Regions from separate parts of the Sus scrofa genome. Here regions 2 and 3 are each linked to region 1. The links are chromatin contacts, called in public Hi-C and HiChIP or PLAC-seq maps. All regions are on one chromosome and are shown on one strand. The core of a region is the stretch at or near the end of the contact, and the rest is flanking DNA. Distances in the headings are between cores, read along the strand shown. Region 1 has its middle 68 kb from the start of ADRB2. Region 2 has its middle 95 kb from the start of ADRB2. Region 3 has its middle 96 kb from the start of SH3TC2.

Region 1 (4,678 bases), core at 2,033-4,532:
CTGAAAACACGGGGACGCCGTCGCTCAAAGGCAAAGAAATCAGGTGGGCCCCCGACTGACTGACTAAAAACACACTGCGAAAGAATAAGCATCCTGCAGCAGTCCTGACCCCCTCCTGCAACAAAGTGCTCAAGTCAAGTTCAGTGTTCGGCCTTAGGAACAGAGACAGCAGCTGAGGACTGAGTGCCACCAAGTTTCACCGCTGATCTGTGGTATCTGAGGGCTGGTGCGCTCTGTAAGACCGAGGACCTGCAAAACACAAAACCCTCTTTCTAGGGAAAGTGCTCCTGAGTTCTCAGAGACCAGCTTACACATCTTCCTGGGGACTCTCCCTGTTTTCAGATAAAAATAGCCCACGTCTGTCAGTCTGGGACAACAGTCGGCTCTTTAACGAGGCAAAGCCCAGCTGGGCCCGCTGGTGAAATCACGAAAAAGTGGATGGAAGCAACCAGGGCCCTGGAATCCGTGAGCTGGCAGCCAAGCGACCAGAGTGGGGTGAGCACCTCGATAGGAAGTGTGTGACCTTAAGAGCTCACTGTCCAACACTGTCTCAGGTCTCACTTCTGCCAGAAAAGAGAGTTGGATTTGATGATCCCCAAAGGCCATACTGAGCTAAAAATAACCAGAACCAGCAAAACCGCGTGACCCTAGAGAAGGCAGAGAGAAAAGAGTGACAAAGTCACGTGGAATAACTTGACCGTGAATAACGAACGGGAGACGCTTTCAGAAACCACGGTGGAGTGGTCCTAACCCGCTCTCCACAGGTCTTGGAAGTTCCTGGCTGCCTACGGTCTGACCTCTCCAAGGCCGAGGGAGTGTGGGCTGGGGCAGCGCTCAGCAGCAGCTTTCCCGGCCGCCCACGCGGGGCAGTGCCTTTCCTCCAGTTGCTCTCTAGGACAGCTTGGGCCAGCGTGTGACCCAGAGCCAGAGGAAGGTCCTGAAGGGCTTGTGACTTTTTATCTCTACTATTTTTCTCAGTAGCCCCTTCTTGGTGTCTGACACCTTAGGTCTCTAGGAACATGGGTGGAAACAGAGCTGTCAGGGGCAGAGGCTCGGAAGAAAGTAAGATGGGGTGAACAGCTGAGCTCTTGTTTGATGCTGAGAACCTGGGTGACCGCAACCTGGTCCCTCCTTCCTGTGGTTACTGTTTCTTTCCCTTGCCAGCATCTCCTCTCAGGTGACAGTACCCTGTCTCTCACCTGTGGACACACCTGTCTTCTACCAAGAAACCCTGATGTTTCCATGTGACTGGCTCCTCCCGGCTCTCAGGGATGCTCTGTCTCCATCAAAGGGCCACACCCTATCCCTCTGGGCTCAGTGATGGATCAGGGCTAAGAACAGGACCTGATTAGAACCTCTGTGAAGACTTGAGACCTGCTTCTGGAAGAGAAGAGCCTGGAATCTATTCACTAGACTTAAAGGCCTGATTTTGTGAGGCCTGGAGCTGCCGTACCGTCTTGCTAGCATGAATATGAACTAATCTGAATGAAGCCAACAAATGTATGAAGAAAAGTAGAACAAATAGAAAAGTACAGACAATGGGCCTCACTGCCATTTTCCGAACCTCTGGATCAAACTGTGCCCTAAGTCAAAAGGAACGCCAGACCTCAGCCAAAAAATTCCTCTGACTGTTTAAACGGAGACTCTGGTCACTTACAAGAGTAACAACCCTAACCATACACTTGACCTCTCTGAGCCTCGGCCGTTTTGCGGTTAGTAGTTAGCACATGCCTGGGTAAGAGCCTTAGCGCATCCAGGTACGGCCATAATACCAGGGTGGTAGCGAAGACAACTTTTCAAAACGCCAAGGACTGGCTTCTTCACCCAGCCAGAGTCACACTTCACAGAACGCATCTCAAGGCAGCCTGTACAGAGGTAACTGTAATTGTTCACACGCGATTCTGTCCTTCGAGCTGGATGCCTCCACCCAGATGTTGCGCAGCCACTCCCAGCTGGCAGGTCCCAGACTGAACGGGGATCCTCCAGCCAGCCCAACCCCCACCCTCTGAAAATGAATGGCACGGCCGCTGACCCGGTCGCCCAAGCCCGAAACCTCTGTTCCCCTTTGCTCCCTCCCCTTTCACAACCCATTCCACCGGCGAGCCTCTGAAGTCTGCCTCCCTAAAAGCTCCATGCCTTCCCCTTTCCCTCCAACGCTCCTGCCCCTTCTCTGTCGGGCCACCCATACCCTGGCCGACCACTGGAAAAGATTTCCGAGTGGTCTGAGACGCTCTTTCCTTCTGGGTTTTGGTTCCTCCCCTCATTGCTTCCTGCCTGGAAGCCCAGGAGCGCTGCTGCTGCCACCACCTGGGCTTGACTGCACGTGACGCTGTGGTCCTCTCTGTCGATAAAACTCACCTAGATGGTTCCAATGTAAGGTTCCTCTGTTGCCCACTGGGACCCTAACCCTCTGCCACCACCCCATGAGCACTGCACTCCAGTAAGGGGGACCCTGTGAGCGCCCCCTCCCTCGCCTCCTCTCCCAGACGTGTGTCACGCAGCCTGGCGGGGAGGACGGAGGAAGCTGAGCAGCCCTGGTGGCGAGGCCAGCTTTGACTTCAGGAAGCCTGAGGACGTGTGGGGAGAGGGGTGTCCCGGCCCCAAGTGTTGAAACGCTTTTTAGAATGAGGGCGAACTCCTCTTTGTCCCTTGCTGGGGCCCTGAGGGCTGGTGCTGGAGCAGGAGGAAGAACACGGCTGCCCACCCTCTAGGCCTCTGGTGCCAGACGTAATTACGCTTCTAACCACACACTGGCTTGGTCACCACAGACCTTTCTTTGGTAATGGGTATCTTCTCTTTATTGAGTCTCTTACTAAAGCTCCGCCTTGAATGCTTGTGGGCGGGCAGTTCTCGGGCAGCTCGGGGTTGCTGCCACCTGCAGGCAAGACAGGTGAGAGAAGCAGGACTCACAGGGGACCCTCTGCACCTGAGAATGTCGTATTTGTGTAGCGCATTTAACAAGGGCTCTCGTCTCCAGCAGCTGGCACGTGGCTGTCTTCAGTGACTGTTTCGTAAATGATGGCATGATCTGTAGAGTCATTTTCTCCTTTTTGAATAATCCTATGAAGTAGTCAGAACAGGGACGACCATTCTCACTTTACAGAAAAGGAAACGTGGGCCCAAAGTGGTGGCCCAAAGTAAGTTTCCTGAGGCCACAGAGCTCACATTACAGCAGCTCAAACCAGAAGGCAGACGTGCCAGGCACAGAAACCAGGGCACTGTGAGAGGAGACTGGCCCACTGTCAGAAAGGAGAAGGGCCCCTGGATGGGGCGGAGGCTGGATCACGTCCCACCTCAACAGGCACGGCCACGGCACAGCTGGGAGCTGCCATGGGGATCAGATGAGTAGGCAGAAGTTCAGGCTGCTGAACGGCTGAGGATTGAGCAAAAGGAAAAAGACCTTCGGGTGCCAAGACTCCAGGGAAGTGTTTGTTGACTTTTTGCTTCATATCAACTACTTCCAACTAGGCTTTGAAGCTAACTTTTTGATATAAGGGCTCCCTGGGGTGGGTGGAGAGTTCAGGACCTTGCTGCCAGGTTCTCGAGGCAACCACAAACCCACAGCAGCTCTAGGAAGATGCCTGAAATACATGGAAAGTGGTGAGGAACTACAGAGAAAACAGAGAGAACTCCCAGGAAAGGGGAGACAGAAAAACAAGAATTTAAAGGGCAAGGCACGAGCTGCCTCAGGGATGGGACACCAGCCATCGGCCTAGTGCCTTCGGGATGCCAAGACTGTCCCATGCAGAACCAACCTAGGAGGGCTCCAAAGGAAGCATCAGCCCTAGCTCTCAGCCACATCTCTTCAAGTGCATCTCTGGGTGGTGAGATCTGCTGAAAACCTCCACGGGAACATTCGCTGCCCTGACTGCGGACCCCTTGCTGCTCATCACCCGACGAAGTCTGCGCCTCTCCAGAGTCCACAGGCACGGCTGAAATTCTCTCTCCCCCTCCAAGTGTCTTCTTGAATCCGGGCATTTGTGCACGTTTCTGCCCCCTTGGCTAACTCCTGTCGATCCTGAGGGTCGAGGGTCAGTGTTACTTTCTCCAGGGTCACCATCTGACCCCATCTCCACTCCCAGAGTAGGTCCGGCCTTCCTTTTATCTGGTCCTGTGAAATCGTGGACTTTTTATGATGGCCACACAGCCAGCTCTGTTAAGGGTATATGCGTTGTATCCTCAGCTACATCACCCACATGAAGCGCAGGTCCTGGCCTCAGGAAGTGTCCATTAAGTCTCTCTTGAGACTGGCTAAGCCTCCACAAATAGAGGGAGGAATACTCAACATCTCTATAAGCACATTCTATCTCTCCGAGCAAGGTGGGAAGGGGAAGGAACTGTGTGTGTGTGTGTGCGTGTGTGTGCGTGTGTAGCTGGGGTGGGGTGAGAGTGGACTTGAACAAAGAGGATTTTCCTAAGGACATAAACCTGGAGAAATAGCTAACCTTTAATCTAGGAGTCACCCAGGAGCACATTATCTCCTTGATAATTGTGCAGTTATAACTGCCTTTTCTGGAAAGAGGGGCCTTCCTGGATGTGCTGGAGAGATTTAAGTAGGAATCAAAACCCACCAAGTGCCTGGTTAGGTCAGAAAAGACATCACCCACAAATGAGTAAGACAGCCCATGCGGGGCCCACAGAGTCACCCCAACTAGAAGTTCCAGCCAATTGCTGACAT
Region 2 (5,076 bases), core at 1,905-4,404, 160 kb after region 1:
TTGCTAAGGGACCCACCTCACTCCAGTGCCTTAACCCTCTCAGCCCTTCCACGTCTCTAAAACGGCTCTGATCTGACTACCTGACCTGGTCTCCTTACAGGGGCGCTCGTGAGCATCAAGTGTGATGCTTTATTGTCAGTCACGCTAAGGGATTCCAGATGTTGGGATGTGGGTGCTACAACGGATGCTTTGGTCTTCACGTCTTTAATTCCTGCAAATCTGCTTGTTTGTGCTATCTGTCAGAAATTGGTCCAAAGTGACCATTTAAAATACAAAAAATGAGAAAAAAAAAAAAACGGAACTGAGAATGAGAGAAGGGATTCAACCCCCCCACCTCCCTCCTCCCCCTACCTCTCCCTCGCTCCCCCACCTCCCACCCTCCTCCACTTTTACCCTCTCTCCCCTCCCCTTGCAGCTGCTCCCCATTCTGGCTACGTTCCAAAACTTCCCGAAACAGAACCCTGCCGAAACGACACACGATCCCCTTCAAAGCATGTTCCCATGCCGCACGCTTAGGAGCTGCAGGTGATTTAGGTGGGAAGGATGCTGGTGACTAGCAAGAGGCCATCACCTGGGGCCAAGGTCTCCAGGCCTTTCCAGGGAGGGCCGGTGGGTCTAACTGGAGGAGGACCGCAGGCCGAGGGGTAGGTGACTGAGTTTTCTGAGCAGAGAGGGGAAGGGACAGGAGGTCAGCATCCTTCCAGGCTGGACATCTGGCAAGCTAGGGTGGGGACATCTGGCAAGCTAGGGTGGGGCCACCTGGCAGCAGCAGGGGCTTGAACATCTTTGCAGGACAATGCCTGTAGCCTTTGTCACCAAATCAGACGACTCCATAGGAGCACAGGATGACAGACCTTTCAGGTTGGAAAGTACATTCTCCTACCTTGTCTATTTTTGCTGTTAAGTATATGGAGCTTATGCATATGGAAGTTCCCAGGCTAGGGGTCCAATTGGAGCTACAAGCTGCCGGCCTACGCCAGAGCCACAGCAACGCGGGATCCTTAACCCACTGAGCAAGGCCGGGATCAAACCGCGTCCTCATGGTTCCTAGTCGGATTTGTTTCCACTGCGCCAGGACGGGAACTCCTCATTAGCTTTTTAAAATGACTTCACATTTTTCTTCAGGAAAGTTTAGTTTTTAAAGGACATTTAAAAAATCACTCTCCGTGGTATAAACCTCTAGTACTCACCCCTTTCAGGCCTCCTCTTTCCAGGCAGGAGGGAAGATTATAACCCCATCGCCTCCTGGGCCTCCAGGCACAGGGCCTTGGTCTGGGTGCAGTCTCCCAACGGTCTGGCCAATGGACTGTGCAGGAATTATTCAATCAAGCAATGAGGACAATTCAACAAATTGTTCTATTTACTAAAACCACAAAACTTCCTCTACGTTTTCTGCACTTTTATACACTCTCTAGATAGATCCACAACGCATCGATTTGAGGGACGCCCGAAAGGATTCGCGGGAAGCGGCGCAGCGCGGCCCTCCGGGGAAGCACGTGGCGTAGAGATGGGGAAGGGAAGACGCGGGAACAGGGGCTTGCAGTTGCCTGAATAATTTTAAATTTTCACAAGAAAAGATGTTTCTGGGTGACTTATGCAAGTAAAAATTAATTTTAAGGTGATGGGCCAAAAAAGGAAATAGAACTGAGACGTCACCCTGGAGCTACGCTGTGAAGCATGCGACAGGCCACGCTGAGATCTGACCTGGTGCTGCCGGCAGCAGAAGCCAGGGAAGACGAGCGAGCGGGGAGACGTGACCAGGCCCCTCCAGGCCCGTCCCTCCTCCCCCAGGTGGGTGCAGGGAGGGGCGTCTGCCGCGGAGCGAGCGCCCCGACGAGTTCCTGCCGCCCTTCCCGCTTCCCCCCCGGCCACGTGGCATTTCCCACTCTCAGGAGCACCCGAGCTCCTTCTGCCTCAAGGCTTCCATGCGTGCTGGTCCTCACACCCACTGCTCCTGCTTCCTCCCCTTCGCATCCCTCAGCGCTGAGCCTAAATACTGGCCGCTCGGGACACCTTCCGTCACCTGTCCCCAGTGTCCCCACGTGTCACTCCCCAGCTCGCTGTGCGTCTCTGTCAAAGCCTCCTGCTGGTTTGCTTTAGGATACTTACACAACGTATAATCGCACATAATGGGCTTTATCTGTCTCCTTCACCTATTTATTCTTTTTCTCTGCCACTCACAGCATAGAAACTTCACAAAGGAGAGGAGAGAATGCCTTGTGTTCACGGCTCTTCCTCCATCACCCAGCAGAGCTGCCACACAAAGTGGAGTTAGAATTAGCTGTAGCTGGAGTTCCGGTCGTGGCACAGCAGAAACGAATCCAACTAGGAACCATGAGGTTGCAGGTTCGATCCCTGGCCTCGCTGAGTGGGTTCAGGATCCAGCGTTGCCATGAGCTGTGGTGTAGGCTGCAGACGAGGCTCGGACCTGGCATTGCTGGGGCTCTGGCGTAGGCCAGTGGCTATAGCTCCAATTCGACCCCTAGCCTGGGAACCTCCATATGCTGCAGGTGCGGCCCTAAAAGGACAAAAGAAAAAAAATTAAATAAAATAGGCTTAAAACAAAAAGAATCAGCTGCAGTAATAACAACAATAGTAACAGCTACGACTGGCTACTCCTTACGGAGCACTGCCTCTGGGTCAGGCAGGTGCTTACATGCTTTACCACCTATGAGCTGATTTTAAACATCGTAATAACCTTTCTGAGGAGGCATTAGTATGGTCCCCACTTTACAGATGAAGAAACTGAGGCATAAGAGAGATCAAGAAATGTGCCCAAGACCACACGGCTGGTAAGAATCAGAGCTGGGAGTTCCAGTCTTCAGTGCCCCGCACCACGTTCTGAATGATGGAAGAACGAGCCACACGACGCTGCTTCGCGCTGTCCGGATGTCCTTTTCCTCCGAGCACAAAGAGCGTATCTGCCTTAGAATAAAGGAGAATGACTGGCCCAATCACCTCTTCGACAGCGGGAGTATCTGCAGGGAGATGGTGGCCCAGGAGGAGGCAGCTCTTTTCCACCGAGGGTCAGGGAGTGGTGCTTCGCGTGGCAGGGCTGAGGGCAGCGCTGCAGACGAGGCGCTGGGTGTGCTGGCAGAGACGTGGGACGCTCGTCCAGCTCCAGACCGCGTGACCTGGACAACACTCCCCGCCAAGGCGGTTGCAGCCAGAGCTCCGGGAAAGGAGTTCTGGGAGCAGCAAAGAACGGGCCGCCCAAGACGGTGCCAAGGAGGTAAGGGAAACCAGCCTCTGAGCGGGTGAGGGAGATTTCTGTTCTGTTCTGGCCTGGCCTTTAGAGGCAGGACCTTCCTGGAAGCCACACCTCACCAAGTCCTGCTGCGTGGATCCTAACAGCTGGCAGCCATGACTCTGTGTACGCAGCCGTCGAGAAGGAAGATAATCATGGTACAGGCAGCTAAATTCCGTGTGTTCTCATAATGTGCCAGGAACTGTGCGACGGGCTTTAGACAAATTAGCTCCTTGAATTCCCATAGCAATCTTGGAGATTCCTCCAACCTTCATTTTGCCAATAAACGTTTACCAAGCTCCTGCTATGTTGATGAAGGAAATTCTATTCTTAACGCTGTTTTGCAGATGAGGACAGAGTCTTGGAGAGATTAACTAATCTGCCCCAGTTAGATACTGGCTGCGTTAAAACTGGAACTCAGGTCTGCCCAACACTAAAAACCTCCTTCTTAACCTCTATTCTGAATGGCCCCCTAATTTTAAAGCCATCATTTGTTTCTGCCTATGTGTAAAGTACTGCACTATAACCATTAGGAGGAGTTATTCAGTGAGATAACATTCTTGATATTATCTCAATACACATAAACGGTCAGTACATATCAGCTAATGTTATCCTACATATTACATGCTTATACGCATGATGATTCGTTACATGCGTCAACTTGGCCAGGCCATCGTGCCGGGAATTTGGTCAGACACAACTGGATATTGCTGCGAAGGTACTTGTAGGGTAAATTAACATTTAAATCAGTTGATCTGAGTAAATCACATGACCCTCCGTAACATGGGCAGAACTCATCGAGTCACTTCAAGAACAGAATAGAAAATGACTGTTCTCTCCCAGAGAAGAGCGAACGCTACCCCCAGACTCCTCCGCGTCCCGGCAGTACCAGCAGCTCTCTCCTAGGGCCTCATCTGCCGGCCTATCCTGCAGATGTGGTATTTGGCAACCTCTACCGTCACATGAACTAATTCCTTACAGTAAAGGCCTAAGTACAAACACTGCAAATCAACTATAATTTTAAAAATTAAGTGCATACGTAATCCAGGTGTATGTTCTGTCTACGTGTACACACGCACACCTGTCATGTATCTGCCATATGCACATCCTACTGCTACGGTTTCTCTGGAGAAGCCTGACCACCAGACACAGAGTAATGGCAATAATCAGAGAAGCAGACCAAAGCCGGGCGAGTTCATGTGAGACGAATTCAAACTCCCCCAATCCTTCCAGAAATCTAGATCCTAATGACGAAAACAGCCTACAACCGTCAGAATCCTCTCCACTTACGGGAAAAGAGCGGATCTTGCTAATTTGGTTGGAAACTAATTAGAGATTAATGGTCGTCCTGCCCGTCGTTCCTCCCTCCAGGCCTGTTTCCCATCCACAAAATGAGGACCAGGTGACAGTTCGTGACAACGGCAGAAACAAAGGGCAGATCCTCCCACGCCGCCCCATAACTCCGTGCGGGCGCAGCGCCGTGCTGCAGGAGAGCCCCGCCTGGCAGCCGAAACCCCCGGGGTTGGTTCCCAGGTCACCATCCGCCAGCCTGGTCACGGGGGCAGACCTCCCTCACAGCCCCCGCTCCAGCTCCCTCCTTCCCAAACAGTGATGACAATGACGACTGAGGGAGACTGCAAACTCAACACTCACGAATGGCAGGTTGTCCCTGACACGGAACAGCTGGCTGCTGAGCAAACGCGAACAGTTTCTGAACTCGGCGTCAGAGCAGGGTCAGCCCTGCACAGCTCTCCAGGGTCAGGTGGCCGGCATGGTTGACGCTCACCACTCACGAGCCTTGTCACTGCTGACAGGGGGCCCGAATCGGT
Region 3 (4,773 bases), core at 1,122-3,621, 190 kb after region 1:
AAAACAAAAATAGTATTATATGTGTTCTGCAAATGTCAATATCACAAAAATTCAACTTAGTTTAACATTCAAAGCACAAAGCTTGTTTGTCTGTGTGCGCACGCGCATGAGCAGCCACCTGTGACTTCACTACTCCACGGGTCTGAAATGCAGGGGGTCCCTTCTTGCCCCTAAACATAAAAAGACGTCACAATGCACTGTTTTCCACCTGAGTCATGCCTTTGTTCCTTGAGAATCATTTAGTGAAATTCGACCATGGGCCACCCACTGAACCAGATGCTTTGGATACAGTGGCCAAAAGCCACATACACTTATTGTGCACACAAAGCTTACATTTAAGACAGCTGGAGACACATTATGCTCTGGCCTGAAATCACAGCATTCACATCCACGGGCCCACAGAGCTGGAAAGGCACCAAGAGTCATCTAAGCCACAGCGTTTTCCCGAGTGCAGCCACTGAAGTACCATGGCTTTTGCTATATTCCAATACTACATTGTAGGCGCCTTCAAATGTTCTCATCTGCGTAAACGCTTTCATTGTAGGAGAAAACTACATTACTGTCGTAAATGGAAAACCAGGATCAAACTGTCATTTAAAAAAAGGCAACCATAAAAATAAGCAAATGAAAAATAAGCCAACATGATTAACTTCTCACCTGGACGTACGTCCACAGCCTCAGGAAGACTCTGGCCCGAAGCCAGCTCTCACTGTGTAGAAGTCAGAAAGTGCTTAAAGGATGCTAAACACCCATTAACACTCCTGGGGGATGTTCTCCTTTCCTTAGCCAGGAGGATTAAAGGGGAATTAAATTCTGCACAACTGTCTCTTACGTGACTTCACGTTTTTCATGTTGTAATAATCAGTCACAGGATTTAGGAAATCATGTCTAATCCAGCCTCTCATTTTCTAGAGGGAGCTGGGGCCCAGAGATGGGTGGTGAGCAGGCCAAGGATGAACAGCCCTTGAAGGGCAGAGCCAACAACAAACCCCAATTCCCTGCATTTCTGGCCAGACAAGTACGGGGTGAGGATCAAAAACTAACTAACTCAATTCTTACACTTGCTCTTCATCATGATTAAAACCCTCTCGACCCCATCGTACTTTTGGATAGGAAGACATCAAAATCCATCTCAAACCGGCAGACACCGTGACCCCTTTCATTAGCAAATATCAATTTTTTTTCCTTTTATTTTTTTTTTGTTTTCTCTACCCACTCATTTTTCATGTGTTATAGAAGTTATTTTACGGGGGGAAAACTGTAATTGCAATGTATACATGTAAGGATAACCTGACCCCCTTGCTGTACAGTGGGAAAATAAAAAAAAAAAAAGAAGAAGTTATTTTAGCAGAAGTATCCACCAAGACCCCAAACAAAACCTAGAAAGCTTGTAGACACTTCTGCATATCCCACATCCTTGGATAACCTGCTATGATAAGGAATTCAGTGGCGGGGGGGAGCCCAGCCCCACCCCTTAAGGACCCTTTGTCCTATAAAATTCTCAGGGAGCACCCCTGCACTCAGCAGCCCTCACCATACACTGAATGTAACGCTTTAAATCTGGTCTAGGAGAGAGGAGAGAGGAAACCCTCTCACCCACTGAGAAGGTCACCTGCAGTCTGCCTGCCCTGAGTCCACCTCGAAGAGCAGCTCTCGGCAATGGTCCCAGGGAAATCACGGATGTCGGAGACGCGGAAGCCATCCACCCATTAAGGAGAGGGCATTCCAGCGTCCCTCCGTCCTCTGGGAAGACGAGGCCAGGGTTTCAAAGCACCTCTCACGCCCAGGAGAGAGGGAAAGGGGACTATGACAATCCATGAAATCTGGCCACTTTTCCTCTTTCCTTCAAAGCAGGCAAGGAACATTTTAGAAGGACTGAAAGCCACACTTTACGGTGACAACTCCCAAATCCAGCTTTTCCTGGCCTGTGCAGCCTCCTGGGGCAGGCTGTCTCTATCGACCTATGTGAGCAGCACCATACCCCTGTGCCCTTCTGGACCAGCGCCGTGTGAGTGTCCCAAAGCAAACAGAGAAGTGACTCTTGTCCCTAAAGTGGAAAGAGCAGGACTTCCTATGACACAGCTGGCGTTTCCTGAAATAGAACAGGATTTGAGCAAACGGTTTTCACCAGGCAGGCAGGAGGAGCCGAGTGTGGCTTGATGTTAGTGGTGACTCAGACCCTCGCTCCTGGGCACCCGCTCATCCTGGTTGGGTCTGACTTTTCTCCAGTTAACAGGCTCAGCCGCCAGATCCCGTCTGTGCCAGGGCTCATTGTCCTGCCAGCCTATCTGACTTCCCGGGGAGGCCATGCCCCTGTCCTTCCTCTTACGTCATTTACACTCAGTTCCAGTTTCTACTCTGACACTGATTAGGTCTTGATCAACCACTTGTTCACTCGCAAAACACTTCCTGTCTGGCTCTGCGGCCACCTGACAGAGACGGTGGTGTGCGTTGATTTCAACCAGAGGCGGGGCTTCTTCTGGAGCTGTCTTGTTTTGGGGCATATGCCCCCTTGCTATCGGAACAGGTGGGGGACGTGTACTGAGGCTGCTGACTCAGCAAAGATGGCCCTGGACATGCTCCATCTCAGGCTGTCCATCCTGTATCAAACTGGCCCTCCTTCAATCGATATTTTAGTGAGTCCTGCCTATGAACCAAACACTGTGCTGGGGCTACAGACACTTAAAAAAAAAGTCTGGTCCTGATGCCCCGATTGCATTCCCACATGGTAAGAGCTTCACGGAGTTGTTAACAAAGCACCGTGGGCGTCGTGGCGAGGCGGCCCCTCCAGCTCTTCCCCCAGGACCCTTCCCCTCCGCACCGGCTCTGGCCTCGCTGCCCTTCATGTGGTTCATGCACAGCTCTCTGCTCCTTTGAACAGCAGCATCAACATCACCTTAAAGCTCAGAGACACAGGCCCAGGGGGCACATTCCAACCTACCGCAGCAGAATCTGCATTTTAACAAGCTTCCCAGGTGGAATGCATGAATTTTAAAGTTCTGAGATACACTCACGTAAGAGGTTATGAGCCTCTGCCGTGGACTGTTCAGCTGGCATCTGACCCATTGCCCTGCTCTCAGTTTGCTGAGAGTCTATTATGCCACCTGACTAGACGCAGCCCTTCTCACAACTCAGCGGGATACACATTCTCATCAGCAGGTCTGGGTGGGCCCCAGAGTCTGCATTTCACGTCCCCCAGGCGATGCAGCAGGGCTCACGGACCACAGCCCTAAAACCAGGGCGGGAGGAACCCGAGAGATCAAGTACCTGGATGGGCAAAGGCAACACAAGACCATGCACTGAGGGTGACATCCGTGAGGAGAGCCCCTCAGCCACTGCACACCTGGAGGGCGGGCAGCATCTCTGGCCCTGCGTTTCCAGCACCCAGTTCTGTCGTCACAGAGGCGGCCTGTGTCATCACGGAAGAAATGAAGGGGCATCCGTCAGTCCTCGCCTCTCTCCTGCTTACCACTGTCCAGGGGTCCCCATATTTAACAACCCCCACGGGGCCGCCCTGACCTGGGGCCTGCCCGCCTCCCGGACCCCCTTCCTGCTGCTACGCCCACACCAGCCTTTTTTCTGTTTCGCAAACACACCTCAAGCTTTCACCTGCCTTGGGGTCTTGGCACATGCTCTCCCCTCGAGCTGGAATGCCCTTCCTTCAGCTCTTTCCATAGCTGGCTGCTTCTTGTCATTCACGGCTCTGCTCAGATTTCACCTCCTCAGCGAAGCCATCCCTGACCGACCTGTCTAACCTGGTGAATACACACCTCACCCCAAAATTCTCTATCCTGCGTGTTTCTCTTAGCCCTTATCAGCCTGAAAACATTTCCTTTGTTTATTCCTTTTCTCTGATTCTCCTACCGAAGCAAACTTAACGAAAGCAGGGACCTCATCCAGAGCAGACAGTAAACGGGTGTGGGATGAGTGGATAAATGGCCTAACACACACCTTGATTTGCTTCTGGACCTGCAAGGAGAGAGACTAAGCACGATGCGAGGTGAGAAGGGGGAGTGATCATTTCCTCTCGGGTAAGGAAGTGGGAGCGGTAATCAGGGCAGACGCCCTGAAGGAGGTGATATTTCAGCCTCACCTTGAAGCATGGAAAGGATTTTGATGGGTAATGAGAGGTAGAAGCGGCCACGCCAGGCAAAAGCGACAGCTTGGGCAGACAGTGTGGGAGGACCCAGACAGCGTGGGAGGACTCCGGGAACAGAGCACTCAGCTGATGAGTAGAGACGCAGCACCTGCTGGTTCTGGGAGCCAGGCAGAGATGGCCCTCACTGTAGGTGTGACAGAGCTTGGCAGCTGAGGTCACTGCCTCCCTCAGTCAGGCCTTGGCCACACCCTTGGCCAACATGACGGAGCCCAGTTCCCTGAGGCAAAAAAAGGCATGAGGAAGAGACAGGTGAGCTTGGAGGTCAGGACCCACCTCCACCCCCTCCTCACCTCACTCCAGCGGGCCACTCTGAGGCCACCTGGCTTCTGTCCTCTTGTCGTAAAGGGCCAGATAGTCGTCATTATTCCCTTAATGCCCTGTGATCATTGGTTTCAGGCTCAAGTCCCTGTTTAACTCCAAGCTCCAAAACAGAAGCAACCAGGTTGGCCAACCTTCCTCACCGCTCTGTTCTAAGAGCTAAGGTCAGGGTGCTTGGCACACGACAGCTCCTCAGTAAATTCATTCATTCACTCACTACCACTGATGAAGCACCCAGAGCAGGAGTAACAGGGCAGCTGTAGTGACACAGGGCAGCAGAGGTAACACAGGGCAGC

The links. Hi-C and Micro-C count contacts between places; a contact is called where the count stands out from the background. HiChIP or PLAC-seq counts read pairs in DNA pulled down with a chosen protein or histone mark.
Region 2: a contact with region 1 is called in a Hi-C map of skeletal muscle, with 4 times the contacts expected there. The contact joins two enhancer-like sites. A contact is called at or near these places in 1 of 5 promoter capture datasets (liver), 26 of 47 Hi-C or Micro-C datasets (alveolar macrophages, blood, brain and 14 more) and 2 of 2 datasets of contacts at active chromatin or transcription factors (alveolar macrophages and skeletal muscle).
Region 3: an H3K27ac HiChIP or PLAC-seq map of skeletal muscle shows a contact between it and region 1. The contact joins two enhancer-like sites. A contact is called at or near these places in 4 of 47 Hi-C or Micro-C datasets (retroperitoneal adipose tissue, skeletal muscle and subcutaneous adipose tissue) and 2 of 2 datasets of contacts at active chromatin or transcription factors (alveolar macrophages and skeletal muscle).

The regions. Positions count from the first base shown.
Region 1 is chr2:149,963,214-149,967,891 of Sscrofa11.1, forward strand. No RefSeq gene overlaps it. Among named protein-coding and RNA genes, the nearest start is that of ADRB2, 68 kb to the right of the region's middle. Within about 2 kb of position 3,283, at least 7 of the 83 cell types and tissues checked have an H3K27ac peak or open chromatin away from gene starts, as enhancers often do. A contact at or near this core is called in alveolar macrophages, retroperitoneal adipose tissue and skeletal muscle, where this site is marked.
Region 2 is chr2:150,126,442-150,131,517 of Sscrofa11.1, forward strand. No RefSeq gene overlaps it. Among named protein-coding and RNA genes, the nearest start is that of ADRB2, 95 kb to the left of the region's middle. Within about 2 kb of position 3,155, at least 1 of the 83 cell types and tissues checked has an H3K27ac peak or open chromatin away from gene starts, as enhancers often do. A contact at or near this core is called in skeletal muscle, where this site is marked.
Region 3 is chr2:150,149,445-150,154,217 of Sscrofa11.1, forward strand. No RefSeq gene overlaps it. Among named protein-coding and RNA genes, the nearest start is that of SH3TC2, 96 kb to the right of the region's middle. Within about 2 kb of position 2,372, at least 41 of the 83 cell types and tissues checked have an H3K27ac peak or open chromatin away from gene starts, as enhancers often do. A contact at or near this core is called in alveolar macrophages, retroperitoneal adipose tissue and skeletal muscle, where this site is marked.